4 separate regions of the Zea mays genome follow, and all the other regions are linked to region 4. The links are chromatin contacts, called in public Hi-C maps. All regions are on one chromosome and are shown on one strand. Each heading gives the region's core, a stretch centred on a gene start, on an enhancer-like site or on the middle of the called end of the contact. The rest is flanking DNA. Distances are from core to core; before and after follow the strand shown. Region 1 holds the start of LOC100279854. Region 2 holds the start of LOC100382414. Region 3 holds the start of LOC103650497 (Chaperone DnaJ-domain superfamily protein). Region 4 holds the start of LOC100383246.

Region 1 (3,087 bases), core at 270-2,769, 460 kb before region 4:
TCTACTATTTAATTGGGTTGGTATTTACTTATACTTAGTAATGGCTAATAAAATTTTGACCAACTTTAAAAGCAATGCTCAGCTTCAGTCATCCCCTTTGGTAAGCCTTACACTTCACATTAGCTCCCACCTTTGGCGAGTTCATACACATTATTCCCCACAACTTGTTGAGCGATGAACGTATGTGAGCTCACTCTTGCTGTCTCACACCCCCCCACAGGTCAAGAACAGGTACCGCATGATGAGGCGCTTGGAGGATGCTGTGACGAGTTCGTGAGAGGTCTAGGCCGTCGTCTCCCAGTCAGCTTTGGGTTGCTGGATCGTTTCCTCATATGATGTAATTATTTAATTATTTTTGTACAGAACTCCTGTTATATAGTAAAGATGTGACATTCGATCCTGTGCCACTATGCATCATATGTGTGAGACTTGGTCCCAGCACACCTGGTGTTTATGTTCGCGCCCGGGTTTTTGACCCCTAAAATCCGGGTGTGACACGGGGGGAGGAGAGGAACCTTCACGACGGAGCTGCGGCGCCGGGGTGGGTGCGGCAACCCTAGCGAAACTGAAGGGTCAAGGGAACGACCGCGGCGGCGGTGGTGAATGATGATGAGAGGGTCCGGATGGAGGAGAGAGACCGTACCTGCGAAGACGACGACGGGGGAGGAGAGGTACCTTCACGATAGGGTTGCGGCGCCGAGGTGGGTGCGCCAACCCTAGTGAAACTGGAGTGTCACGGGAACGACTGCGGCGGAGGAGGAGAATGATGAAGAGAGGGTCGGGATGGAGGAGTTCGCTCGTACCTGCGAAGACGACGATGGGGGGAGGAGAGGGAGCGGCGGCGACGCGGTGGGTGTGCGAGAACCCTAGCGAAGGGAGGAGAGCTTTCGCCCGAAGCCAATTGATGGCCGCTTCTAGCGTACCGTTGCGTGGTCGCTTCTATTCGAAGCGCGGCGCGGAAAAGCCGCGCAAGAAGCTGTACGTTTGGGATCAGCTTCGGCTTCTGGCGGCCAGAAGCCCCCAGAAGCTGAACCAAACGGAGGCTAAGGCCCTGTTCCAATCTCGCGAGATAAACTTTAGCAGCTTTTTTTTAGCTACTTTTAGCCATTTGTAATCTAAACAGGAGAGCTAATGGTGGTAATTGAAACTAAACTTTAGCACTTCAATTTATATAGCTAAAGTTTAGCAGGAAACTAAAGTTTATCCCGTGAGATTGAAACGGGGCCTAAGACTTCTCATTTAAAGCTTGCACAGATGCACCGCCGTTATCGTGATGTACAAAAACCACAACTATAAAAACTACGCGAAAGACGATGACGACGTGTAAGCAACATTTTCTCCAAAAAGTAATCCACATGGTTCTTGCTCTTGAAGGAGTCAGTCAAAACCCAAAACCTTCCGAGCCACAATACAGATTTTTCTAATAATTAAAAGATATAAAGGGAAGAAATAAATCTACCTTTTTTTACTGTCTCCGAGAAGATCTCTCTCTGCTGTTCTTCCTTCCCCATAAACCAAAAGAGAGGGGAAAAAAGAAGAAAGAAAGCAAGGAGCACCGCACCACTCCACTCCACTTCCCTCCTCGATCCAGCCATGGCGGCCTAGGCCCCCTAGGGTTCCCTGTCAGCCCCCACCCAGGCGCCTCCTGCCGCTTCCTCCGCTCCCACCCGGTGGTCGCGCTGCCCGATTCGGCCGCCGGCGTCGAATGGGAGGCGACCCGATGCTCGAAGCCGGCCGTTGCCGCGCGCTGCCGACGGAGATTCCCTGAGCTCGGCGGCGGGTTCCCGTGCTCGCCGAGCGATGACTCTCGGCGCCGGCGCTGCCCAAGGCACTGGGTCTAGGGCGCGTGGCTGGTTGGGAGCGCGCCGTGCGTGCAATGGGGGATTTAAGGCGGTTCTGTAGAGTCGCCGCGGCGGTCTTGGTTCTGCGAGCGCGTGGCCTGCGCTCGTGAAGGTAGGGCTGTCTAGCTGCTCCTTCGTCTGATGAGCTCAGCTTCTGCGTCCCGCCTCGTTTTGTGCCCGCGTTTGCTCCGGCGGCTGCCCAAAGCCCAGCGGATCGGGCCCTGCTCATTTCGGCGCTTCTCTTCGGTTCTTTGTGGAAAGGGAGGAGCTGTGAGGTGTTGCTTGGCGAGGGTGCGCAGCTGAGGATTCCGGGCATGAGGTCAGCAATGACGCGCATTTGTCGCGACAGGCCGGAATTCGAGTAGCGGTTTCTTGAAGTGGATTGGCTGCTGCTGCGTGGGAAGGGGGAAGCGGCGGCATCAACAGCCGCAGAGGAAGGCTTACTCTGAAGCGGAGGGGAAGCAGGCTGGCATTGCTACTGGGAGCATGGCGAGGTGCTAAGGACGTGCAGGTTCCGCAATCACCGCATCTTGGTGTTCTTGTTTCAGGTCGTAGTGGGAGATGAACCTCTCACCGCCCAGGATGTCGGAGCCATCGCTTGAAAGTGACGGTATGTCACGGATCACAATTTTGGCATTGATTCAGTTCAGAACTTCTCAACTTGTGTTGATGTCTGCATGGGATAGTGGATTATGCAATGTTGTCATTGTGCATTCATGTTTCCAAACAAATGATGAAAACCGGCTTGCTCTTGTATATATGCACGATTACATTCGTTCATTCATATTCTTCATTGATTTGCTCAAAAAGAAAAGGTTCATGCATTGCTCGGCTTCACTCATGGTTCACATGTTCTAGTATTATTGGTATTCACTGAACCTCCTCTTGTCTGTAGCCAAGTACGAATAGTAGGGTTCACATGAACTCTGCTTTCTGGTGGCTTCCTGTTCCACTCATGTGTGTTTGGCATTTTGCAGGGGAACAAAGGTGTCTGAACTCGGAGCTATGGCATGCATGCGCAGGGCCCCTTGTGTCCCTTCCTGTGGTTGGGAGCCGGGTCGTCTACTTTCCCCAGGGCCATAGTGAGCAGGTCGGTCACTCGGTCACAAAGCAGTTTCTTTGAATAAACTAGACATGGCCGAGTTTGTTGACTTAAGACTATCAGGTTTTGTGAATGGGGAATGAAAATGATCACTTGAGCTGCTACCTTTCTGGTTCTTTTGATTGTATATGTCAAATGGATCGA
Region 2 (3,046 bases), core at 40-2,539, 360 kb before region 4:
TTCTTTTTCCTTTCCACAGCACCACTGCAGTCATCAGCACTGTCATTCTGACCTTTTGGTTCTACCTCTCTTCCATTGAGCTTTTCTGCTGCCTCAAACTTGTTAAGTATTGCTAATTCTGCCTTTTCCAGCCTAGCTTCGACATCATCATCCTTTCCCTGCTTCTTGTTTTTCTTCTTCTTCTTGCCATCAAGCTTATGATCATCCTCCTTCACTGTTTCAGTTGTTTCGCCGCTGCCAGCGCCCGCAGCTGAGGGGTCACCCTTGTCCTTCTTCTTCTTCTGTTTCTTCTCCTTGGCCTCATCGTCCTTCTGGTCGGCGTTCTTCACAATTTCAGTTGTTCCCTCGCTAGCAGCATTCGCAGCTGAAGGGTCACCCTTGTCTTTCTTCTTCTTTTGTTTCTTCTCTTTAGCCTCACCGTCCATATTTTCAGTCGGCTTTTCCTCAGCTAAAGGCTCGATCGCCTTGCTCTCAGGCTCACCGGCTTCTGTGCCGCTCCTCTTTTTTTCCTTGCCAACTTCTCCTGCTATATCATCATTTTCCTTGTCTGCGCCAGTGAATTCCAGTCAGCGGGAACCAAAAGTAAATAAAGGTATCGATCAAAGGCAAACGACAACAATTTGAACAAACAAAGCTGCTACCTTGCTCATCGCTTCCCAGAATGGCAGCCGCCCGAGTTGAATTGCTGTTCGACATCCAAATTTGCATCAGTAACCGATCATACTGTGCTAGTAAACAGCACACGCCACTCACCAATCGAAGCAATGTGGCAAAGGTAAAATGATCATTGGAAATAGTACCTCGACTCTAAGAATCTGGCAACCAGCTCCTCCAAGTTCACCTGTGACGACCCCCACGCACCGGCCTGGAACCAGAAATTCCCCAATCCTGCGCCTCAGCAACAGCGCACCAAAACGGCAACACCACAAACGTACAGGGGGGAGAGGGTACCTCGAGGCCGGCCTCGGATTGGAGGGCGACGAGCGTGCGCGAGAGCCCAGCGGACTCGAGGAAGGCGGCGACGGAGGCGACCACCGCGGCCCTCGCGCCAGGGACCGGGGCGGCGGCGGCGGCGGCGGCTCCATTGGCCACCTTGGCCTTGGCCTTCTTCTTCTCCTTCTTGGATTCCTCCTTGGCCATGGCGGAAGAGGCGGCGGCGCGGGGCTGTGATGAGGCGGCGAGTACGACTTGGCGCGGGACGAAGAGCATCGGGCGGCTAGGGTTTGCAGCCGCGGGGTTTATACTTGGAGCCTTGGATGTCGGAACGGTGGAGTGGCATGGTACAGTGACGGGCGTACTGGGGAGCACGGTCGTTTAGTCGCGTGAGATTCTATGACGTACGGGCCCGGATTGAGCGGGTCCGTGCGGTCAGTGAGGGGATGGGTGGTCCACGCGACGGCGAGCCGTAGGAGAGTGTTGGGTGGCCGGGCGGGGAAGCTTCTGGAAGGGCACGAAGGTATGCTCCGACAGTGGGGTCCACTGTCATTCGGCGGACAGGAGTATAAAGCCGCTGTTCTTCTAACTGGTTTTCTTTAACCTATGTTATATAGTCGCTCACTCCGTTCTAAAAGGAAAACTTCGTACGTGATGAAGTATTATTCCTTTGTCCAAATTAAAATTAGTTTTAAGAAATTAATAGATTCATATTTAATTTATATATATGTTTAGATTCAGCATCATCTATTTTAATATAGACATAAAAATAAAAGCTGAAATGAATATTATTTTAGGATGAAGGGAGTATTTTTATATACTCTCCATTCAAATTACAAAATATATTATCTATTTTAGATGTATATATATTTACTTTGTACCTAGACATATGTATTAGTAAACACACAGTAAAAGCTACATATACATTTTTAGGAAAAAAATATTCAAAATAGAAGAAGTATTTATTTGGTGTGTATATGATATTGATTTTCCTATAAAATTTGTCGATCTTAAGATATCTCGACCGTAGATGATTTTAAAATTGGTTTACTTTAGGCACAAAGGTAGATGTGTTTAAATATACGCTAGGTGGATACATTTTTTTTGCTACATGTTACTTATCTATTTTTCATATGATAATTACTATATGAATTAATTAAGTATTCAAAGTGACTAATTGATACTAGTTTAAAAAATATATCCTCAACTATTTTTGAGGCAAACAACCCACGTATCATGTCATTTTACTTAGTCACTTAGGGTCTAAGCAACCTAATTTTTAAGAAACTAGTTTCTAGAAACTGGTTTATGAAAAAAAATGGTGAGGGTGTTTTTTGGAATCTAGTTTTTAAGAAACCAATTTCTTGTTTTTTGAATACACAATGGCTAGTCTACCCTTCCTCTCAGGGACGCCGGACGCCCACACATCGCAAACTCGTTTGAAGCGATTTGCTAATAGGTGATGCCACATAGAAGTTGCTAGGTGATGGGAGACGTGTCGATGTTTGGACCGTGGGCCCTTAACCAACTAGTAAATATGTCGCGTGGCCGACTCTAGATGGTGTGCGAGAAGACACAAGCAGTTATTCTGGTTCGGGCAACACAAGGCCATACTTCCAGTAGAGGGGATGAGGCTTATATTACTCGCATCGTGGTGTTTGTAGTAGGGGTTTACAAGCACGGCGTGAGAGGGGAAGTCCCCAAGTCCCTAAAGATGATTGAGGCAAGTGCCAATATCTAAGACAAAGTGAAGGGGTGAGCGTTCGTCTGCGTGTGTTGTGGATCTCCTCACTGGAGGGACCACTGCCCTATTTATACACGAAGGGGGTGTCCGCAGCGAATCCGAGTGTTGTATTCGAAGGAGAGACGCCCTGGCGTCTGCAAGCCAACGTGACGGCGAACTGTGCTATTGACCCGCGCCTGTTGAATTCCCGTAGAGAGCCGAGGGGTTGTCCATACGCTCGAGCTCCGTGGGAGAGGTCGCCCATGTCGTAGTTGTTGTAACAGCACCAGGGTATGGGCCAAAAGCTGCTTACGTGGTGCGTTAGCGTCCTAGCACGTGATGACGTCGAGATTCCCTGCTGCGCTTATCGAGATCAGAGCCCCTGCTTAG
Region 3 (2,930 bases), core at 359-2,858, 270 kb after region 4:
GCCGATGCTAAGTGCCTGTTTTGGCACAACTTAAAAAGCCAGAGCCCTATCAAACAAACTGCTAAACAAAAACGTTTTCTTCCAAAAAGCACTCCGAGCTAAAAAAGCATAAATCCTGGCTTCATTGGCTCGAGGTGTTCTATAAAATTAATGATAAGTCATTTTTTCCTAATGATTTATGAAATAGCTTTTCCACAAAAAACTATTTTTCAACAAAAATTGAGCTATAACTATTTTTAGACAAGCAAACACACCATAAATAGGCCCATAGTTTTTGTTTGAAAAAGACTCAGTTCAATATTGCTACCTAAAAAGTAGCTCAGCAGTTTCCTGTGGCATCAACATTTCTTACTTCTTTTCTCTGAGACATGATTATTGGCGATTTTAAAATACGCTCGCTCGGTGACAGCTGACTGTATACGACGCTTCACAACTTCCTATGCATATTTCCTAAGCTAACCCTGCGAACCTTACACATTTCAATTTAATGTCACCTAGGGTGGATCTTAAATAAGGCTATCCATAGTGTAGGTTACTTTAGAGCTGCTCCAATAATTATATATAATTGTACTAACTAAATCTTAAATTTAGCAAGTCCTTAAATAAAATAAGAAGTAAAAAAAACTCATCTCATCTAATAGTTCTCTATATATTACTTTCTAAATATGTTAAAACTTGTCATGTCACCGGTTTTGAGTGAGACCAATCATTTCTCCCTTTTTGTTTTCATCTTCCTTTGGTAACTCAATCTCAAAATTGTGACCTCGTCACGTCAACTGATTCAACACGATGTGTTTGCATTTTGATTTCTTGCCACAATTATTTGTTTGTTTATTCTCGACCTATGCATGTGCAATTGTGGCATTATCTAACATTTAATCTCTAGCTTTACTAGCTGTTGCAATTGTGCATCTCCTGCTGTCGACACATGGGCTCTGTAGAATGGAGAAAGACGTCGAAATAAAAAATGCGCCAATATTATGTTTTGGGAGTTGGTAAATAGTTGTCAAATGTACGGAGAAAACAAGGCTAGACGAGACATAACTAAATTTAGTAAGTTTATTTACAGAACTGTTGGGGAGGAGTTTTTGGATTAACTACCTAAATTATTGATTTAGGAAGTATTTTAGAAAAGTATTGGAGTTGCTCTAAACTTTAGCACTACCCTTTTAGTATGTATGTTTGGTTCTCTACGTGGTAAATTTTAGCAAAAAGTGTTGTGCTAAACTTTAGTGCGATGAAAACAAACATACCCTATAAGCAGCTAAACACTCCATTATTATGGTGATTAATAGCTCAAGTTTAAGCACAAGAGCATAAATGAACTTTGTTCTCGTACCACGTTTTCTCTTTATCTATTACTATTGGTGTACCCATGTTTTGAACCAGTATTAATTTCCATTCTCATCATCATCAATTAAACGGAGGAGTTATTGAAAATTTTCCCAAACTCATAAAATTGTTAAAATCTCAGTCACTACCTGTCACTCATCCTCCTCCTGCTGGTGTCACTGTTACTCATTCAATTGGCAGCTTCTCTGACCTTTCTTAGTTTAATCTCTTCTGCAGCAGAACAAAACACCTCCTTTTCCCTCTCTAACCAGTAACCAGTCGTCCCAAATCCATCAGCAGTTCACCACTGAGCAGTAGCACCCGTCTCCTCTCCTCTGCCCAGTGCCCATGCTTCCCCCGTTCCATTGAAAGTAGCAATCAACACTGTCTCCTCTCATCTCTCCACTCGCACTATTCCCAAGCTACAGCCCTAATCCTGTCTCTCCTCATCTTTTCTCCCTCTGCCCTCTTTCGCAAGATCTCTCCTTCGTATTCTCTTTTCGCTTTTAACTCCACGGCAGTCCCTCTTCTGTCACGAGCCAAGCCGAGCGCAGCCAGCAAAAGAGAGCGACGCCGCCTGCACCAAAGCTCGGATTCCCGTCTATTTTACCCCCGCCCCCGCCGACTCACCGTCGCAAGATCCATCCGCAGGTGTCGGCGGCCCGCGGCCCGTGCGAAAGATGGTGCCTTTCCTAGGCTCCCCAGTGTTCTGTCATCGTTTCTTGGCCCCTATCTAAAGCGGCGGTTTCCAGGGAGCTGCCGTCCCCGCCCAATTCAGCTGAGGTGGCGGCAAGTGGGTTTAGGGCTCGATTCAGTGTGTTGGGTCGTGTCTGACTCTGACCCGGTGGGGAGCGGTGGTTCTTGGCTAGTTCTTGAGCTGGTTGCGGCGCTTATCCCTCTTCCTGGAGTTGTTGGATTGGCTTGGGGGAAGCAGATTCTTGCCACCGAGGGTCCAGCCTAGCGAGCTGCTGCTTCGGTTATCGTAGAGGAGTTTTCCTTTTGTGTTCGGTTGGGGGGAGAGAGATGGTGCTCTTGCGTTCTCTGGATTGAGCATTCCGATTGGATTTCGGCGTTTCGTGCGGCTTCCAGTCCATGGAGGATTTGGGGCTGTGGAACCAGGCGTGGATGTGGGTGCTGTCCCAGAAGCACATCCTGGCGTGGGCGCACACGGCGGCGTGCGGCAGCAGGGAGCGCCTCGCCTTCTTGGTCGATCGCCACTGGCCGGCCGTGTCCCGGGGCTGCGCCACCTCCTCGCGCCTCACGCTCGCCGCACTGCGGCAATGGCGTGGGTGTATGGCGCGCGGGGTGCTGGCGGTGGCGAGCCTCGGCCCTGCCGCCGTCTTCGTCATCCTCTGGAGCTTCTTCGTGTGCATGACCTCGCCGGCGTGCGCCCTCTACGCGCTTCTTAGCCTGGTTCGTGCTCAGCAAATCCTACTTGCCTTGTTGCTTCTGGACTTTAGCTCAGATTTGATTTACCGGATAAGGATTTTGGGTGACGGATTCTAAATCTTGGCATGTGCTGCTTATCCAACTTTGCGTTGCATGTGAGGTTACATTTCTTTACGAAAGTGGTTAAAGTGTTGCCTGATGGATGGTGA
Region 4 (3,026 bases), core at 414-2,913:
TCTGGCCCCGCGCAAGCAGACGGCCGGGATCACGTGCCCGCGCGAGGTTTCCCGCCCACTCCACTACCTGCCAAAACAACTTTGGTAAAGGTCGCCTTGCCCTGCCGTAAAACAAGATTTCCATTCTTTTTAGGACGGACCGAATGAGCACTTTATTATTAACACCACTCTTTAGACATGATCCGCTGCTATAGTTTCACTAGCTAGGGTATGACCGAGTATCATGTTGTTGGTTTTGGATTAAAACATTAATAACTGTAATGTATAAAGATAAAACATTACATTAAAAACCGATATGGATTAAAGCGAATCCAACAGACTGTATTTTATTAAAATGATAAAAATGTTAAAAATTTTATGAGGGTGCTCCCAGTTAGGGATGGCAACGGGGAATTCCCCGTCGGGTTTTAGCTCCCCATCCCCGTCCCCGCGACGAATAATTTTCCCCGTGGGGATCCCCACGAACGTTTGCGGGGGACATTTCTTCCCCATCCCCGTTACCCGCGGGGATAAATCCCCATCGGGGATCCCCGTACCCGCTTAAATTATAATTAGATCGTACTTCATTTGTTATTAATGTAAAACATTGTCACTTATACACATTGTTAGATGTAAAAATCATTATGTATACATTAAAATGAACGCATTTGTACAACTAGTGATCTTTTGTAAATATAACTATTTATTTCTATTATTAACTATTATATAAAAACATTGTCATATGTAAGTTTAACGGGTCCCCGCGGGGAACGGGGATGGGGAATGCTTCCCCATCCCCGTCCCCGTTTACCCGTCGGAGGAGGAATTTTCCCCATTTACATCCCCGTGGGGGAAGAAATTTCCCCATCCCCGTCCCCTAATGGAGGAATTCCCCGCGGGGAATCGGGGATCGGGTCCCCATTGCCATCTCTACTCCCAGTGCTATGGATCCGAGCGCTCAATTTCGGAATTATCGATCTGTTACTATAAAATGATACGGTAGTAAATAAAGCAAGAGAGCACAAGCCCTTTTTTAGCCAACAACTACATGGAATTCGCGCGGTGGTACTAGAAGCATCTAGTGGTGTGGTGGGGTGTCGCAGGATTCAAACGATTGCTGGTGCCTGGTGCACGCCACAAGTGATGAAGTGAAGTGACAACGGATCCAACGGCTTTTCCATCTCGTCCTTTATGCGAACTTTTATTTAAACTTTATTTTAAAAACAATACTATATATAATGTAAAATCGTGTTTCATATGACCATATACACGACTTGTTAGATACAGCCTAAGGCTATGTCCAGCAATTTTTTTTATCTCTATCTTCTATTTTCAAATTCAAAACGGTGTTTTGCATGGTAGTATGTACGATTTGCTTTGTGGGCATAGCCTTGACGAGGGTGACGTTATTAAAGTTAAAAAGGTGTACTCACGATAATTAACCAACAATAGGATATGTAAATCCACATACCTAAAATATATTTTTAGTCCCGGAACATTTTATCTTGTCATATACGGCTAAATCGGCTACAACAAGTGTACCAAATGGTAATCTAATAGATAATTGAATAAAGACACAGGGAGATTAGAAAAAATATATAAATTGGCTAGAGGAAGATTGTGGCTGCGATGCATCCAGGTCCACGCCACCACTCTGATGCAGGTCACCAGCGATAGGCCCCACCGGCCACCACCCAGCCTCTTCCCCTCCACCCCTGCTCTCAAATTTGAGACCCAAACTATCCCGTCGTCGCCAGTCGCCACGCCGTCGGCCACGCCCCGACGACCAACACCTGCTCCCTCCGCCGCCGCCCGTGTCCTCCCGCTCCGTCCGCGCGCCGCCCTCATACCTCCAAGCGCGGTTGGATCTGCTCTGGGTCCAAGTCCGCTCGATCCTCCTCTCGTCGGTGAGTGTTCGTCTCCGCCCCATCCTCGCCGCCTCCACAGTGTTCTCTGTAGGTTCCCTGCGCTTTTGCCCGTCCAATCCGGAGAATTCGCTCTCCCCGTACACTTCGCCGTAGGCTTGTTCCCTGCCGCCCCACCTGCCCAATCCAATTCCGCCTTAACCCGTGTCTGGCTCCTCCAGTTCGCCGCGCGATACCAATCCCGTCGCCGATGTGCGGAGGCGCCGTGGTTTGTCTTCCGGAAACCTTAGGGTTCCATTCGACGCCCATGGGCCCCGTTCCTGGCGTCCTTCCGCTTGGGTATTCTCGCAGTGGCAATTATAACAAGGAGTCAATGAGGCAATGCTTTCGCCGCTGCTGGGCTTCTGTTGGGAAGTTGGGATGCACGAATTTCACGTACCGAACAGACGGTTCAAGTTCGCACGGTAACCGAGGGGAATTCACTCAGTTGCGAACCGCCAGTGGATCGTGACGCCTGCCGAGCTACTTGGGAGGCAGGAAGTTGTAGAGTGTGACTTGCTGTTTGCAGAACTTGTACTATTTTTCTCCTGTACACGTTTGAATTATTTCCTATCAATTTATTGCCGTAATGAGGTTCAGTATCTGGTTTTTGACAAACAAGTTTTGTGGTCTCTGAGATTCCTCACACTTAGGTTCTTGGCGTGCTTCATCCATGGGCTGCAGGTTGCTGACGAGCTTTGTGCTTGTGTTCAGGAAACTTTATGTGTGCCTTCATCCACGAAGAGCTGAAGATATCACATGACTAGTTGCAGTTAGTGTGGCTTTTCTCCCTGCTTGGTCCTGATTGTGTGCTTTGCCTTGCAAAGGAAGGAATCATGACCTCTGTTGTTCAGAGCGTTTCAGGTATGCTTAATTCATCCAAAGCTGTGTCATGTCATTTCACCCTAACACTAGAGTAGTGCATGGTGTATTGTATATGGAACGTATGCCACCTTTTTCTATGCTGTGAATTACTGTAGAGAATTTTTAATTATGTATGTGTTGCTGTCAGGGCTTAAGGAGGCCCACAGAGGGGCTACAGCAGCAGCAGCCATAGGCCCTCCAAGGGGGATTAGATAAGGATAGTTAGAGATAAGATTAGAATATTAGTTGAGATTATTTAGTAGATTAGTTGAGATTATC

What was found. Hi-C and Micro-C count contacts between places; a contact is called where the count stands out from the background.
Region 1: a contact with region 4 is called in a Hi-C map of ear, with 1.7 times the contacts expected there. The contact joins the promoter of LOC100279854 here to the promoter of LOC100383246 in region 4. A contact is called at or near these places in 3 of 25 Hi-C or Micro-C datasets (ear, endosperm and tassel).
Region 2: a contact with region 4 is called in a Hi-C map of ear, with 3 times the contacts expected there. The contact joins the promoter of LOC100382414 here to the promoter of LOC100383246 in region 4. A contact is called at or near these places in 12 of 25 Hi-C or Micro-C datasets (bundle sheath, ear, endosperm and 5 more).
Region 3: a contact with region 4 is called in a Hi-C map of endosperm, with 2.6 times the contacts expected there. The contact joins the promoter of LOC103650497 here to the promoter of LOC100383246 in region 4. A contact is called at or near these places in 4 of 25 Hi-C or Micro-C datasets (ear, endosperm, leaf and 1 more).

What each region holds. Positions count from the first base shown.
Region 1 is chr3:125,307,192-125,310,278 of Zm-B73-REFERENCE-NAM-5.0, reverse strand. It overlaps LOC100279854, which reads left to right and starts at 1,519. Exons shown (of 14, transcript NM_001152807.1): 1 at 1,519-2,451; 2 at 2,819-2,931. The coding sequence starts at 2,403.
Region 2 is chr3:125,205,911-125,208,956 of Zm-B73-REFERENCE-NAM-5.0, reverse strand. LOC100382414 reads right to left here and starts at 1,289. Exons shown (of 7, transcript NM_001175157.2): 1 at 952-1,289; 2 at 801-865; 3 at 642-685; 4 at 1-547. The coding sequence starts at 1,209.
Region 3 is chr3:124,569,852-124,572,781 of Zm-B73-REFERENCE-NAM-5.0, reverse strand. It overlaps LOC103650497 (Chaperone DnaJ-domain superfamily protein), which reads left to right and starts at 1,608. Exons shown (of 9, transcript XM_008676083.4): 1 at 1,608-2,745. The coding sequence starts at 2,425.
Region 4 is chr3:124,843,816-124,846,841 of Zm-B73-REFERENCE-NAM-5.0, reverse strand. It overlaps LOC100383246, which reads left to right and starts at 1,663. Exons shown (of 6, transcript NM_001175907.1): 1 at 1,663-1,886; 2 at 2,598-2,747. The coding sequence starts at 2,720.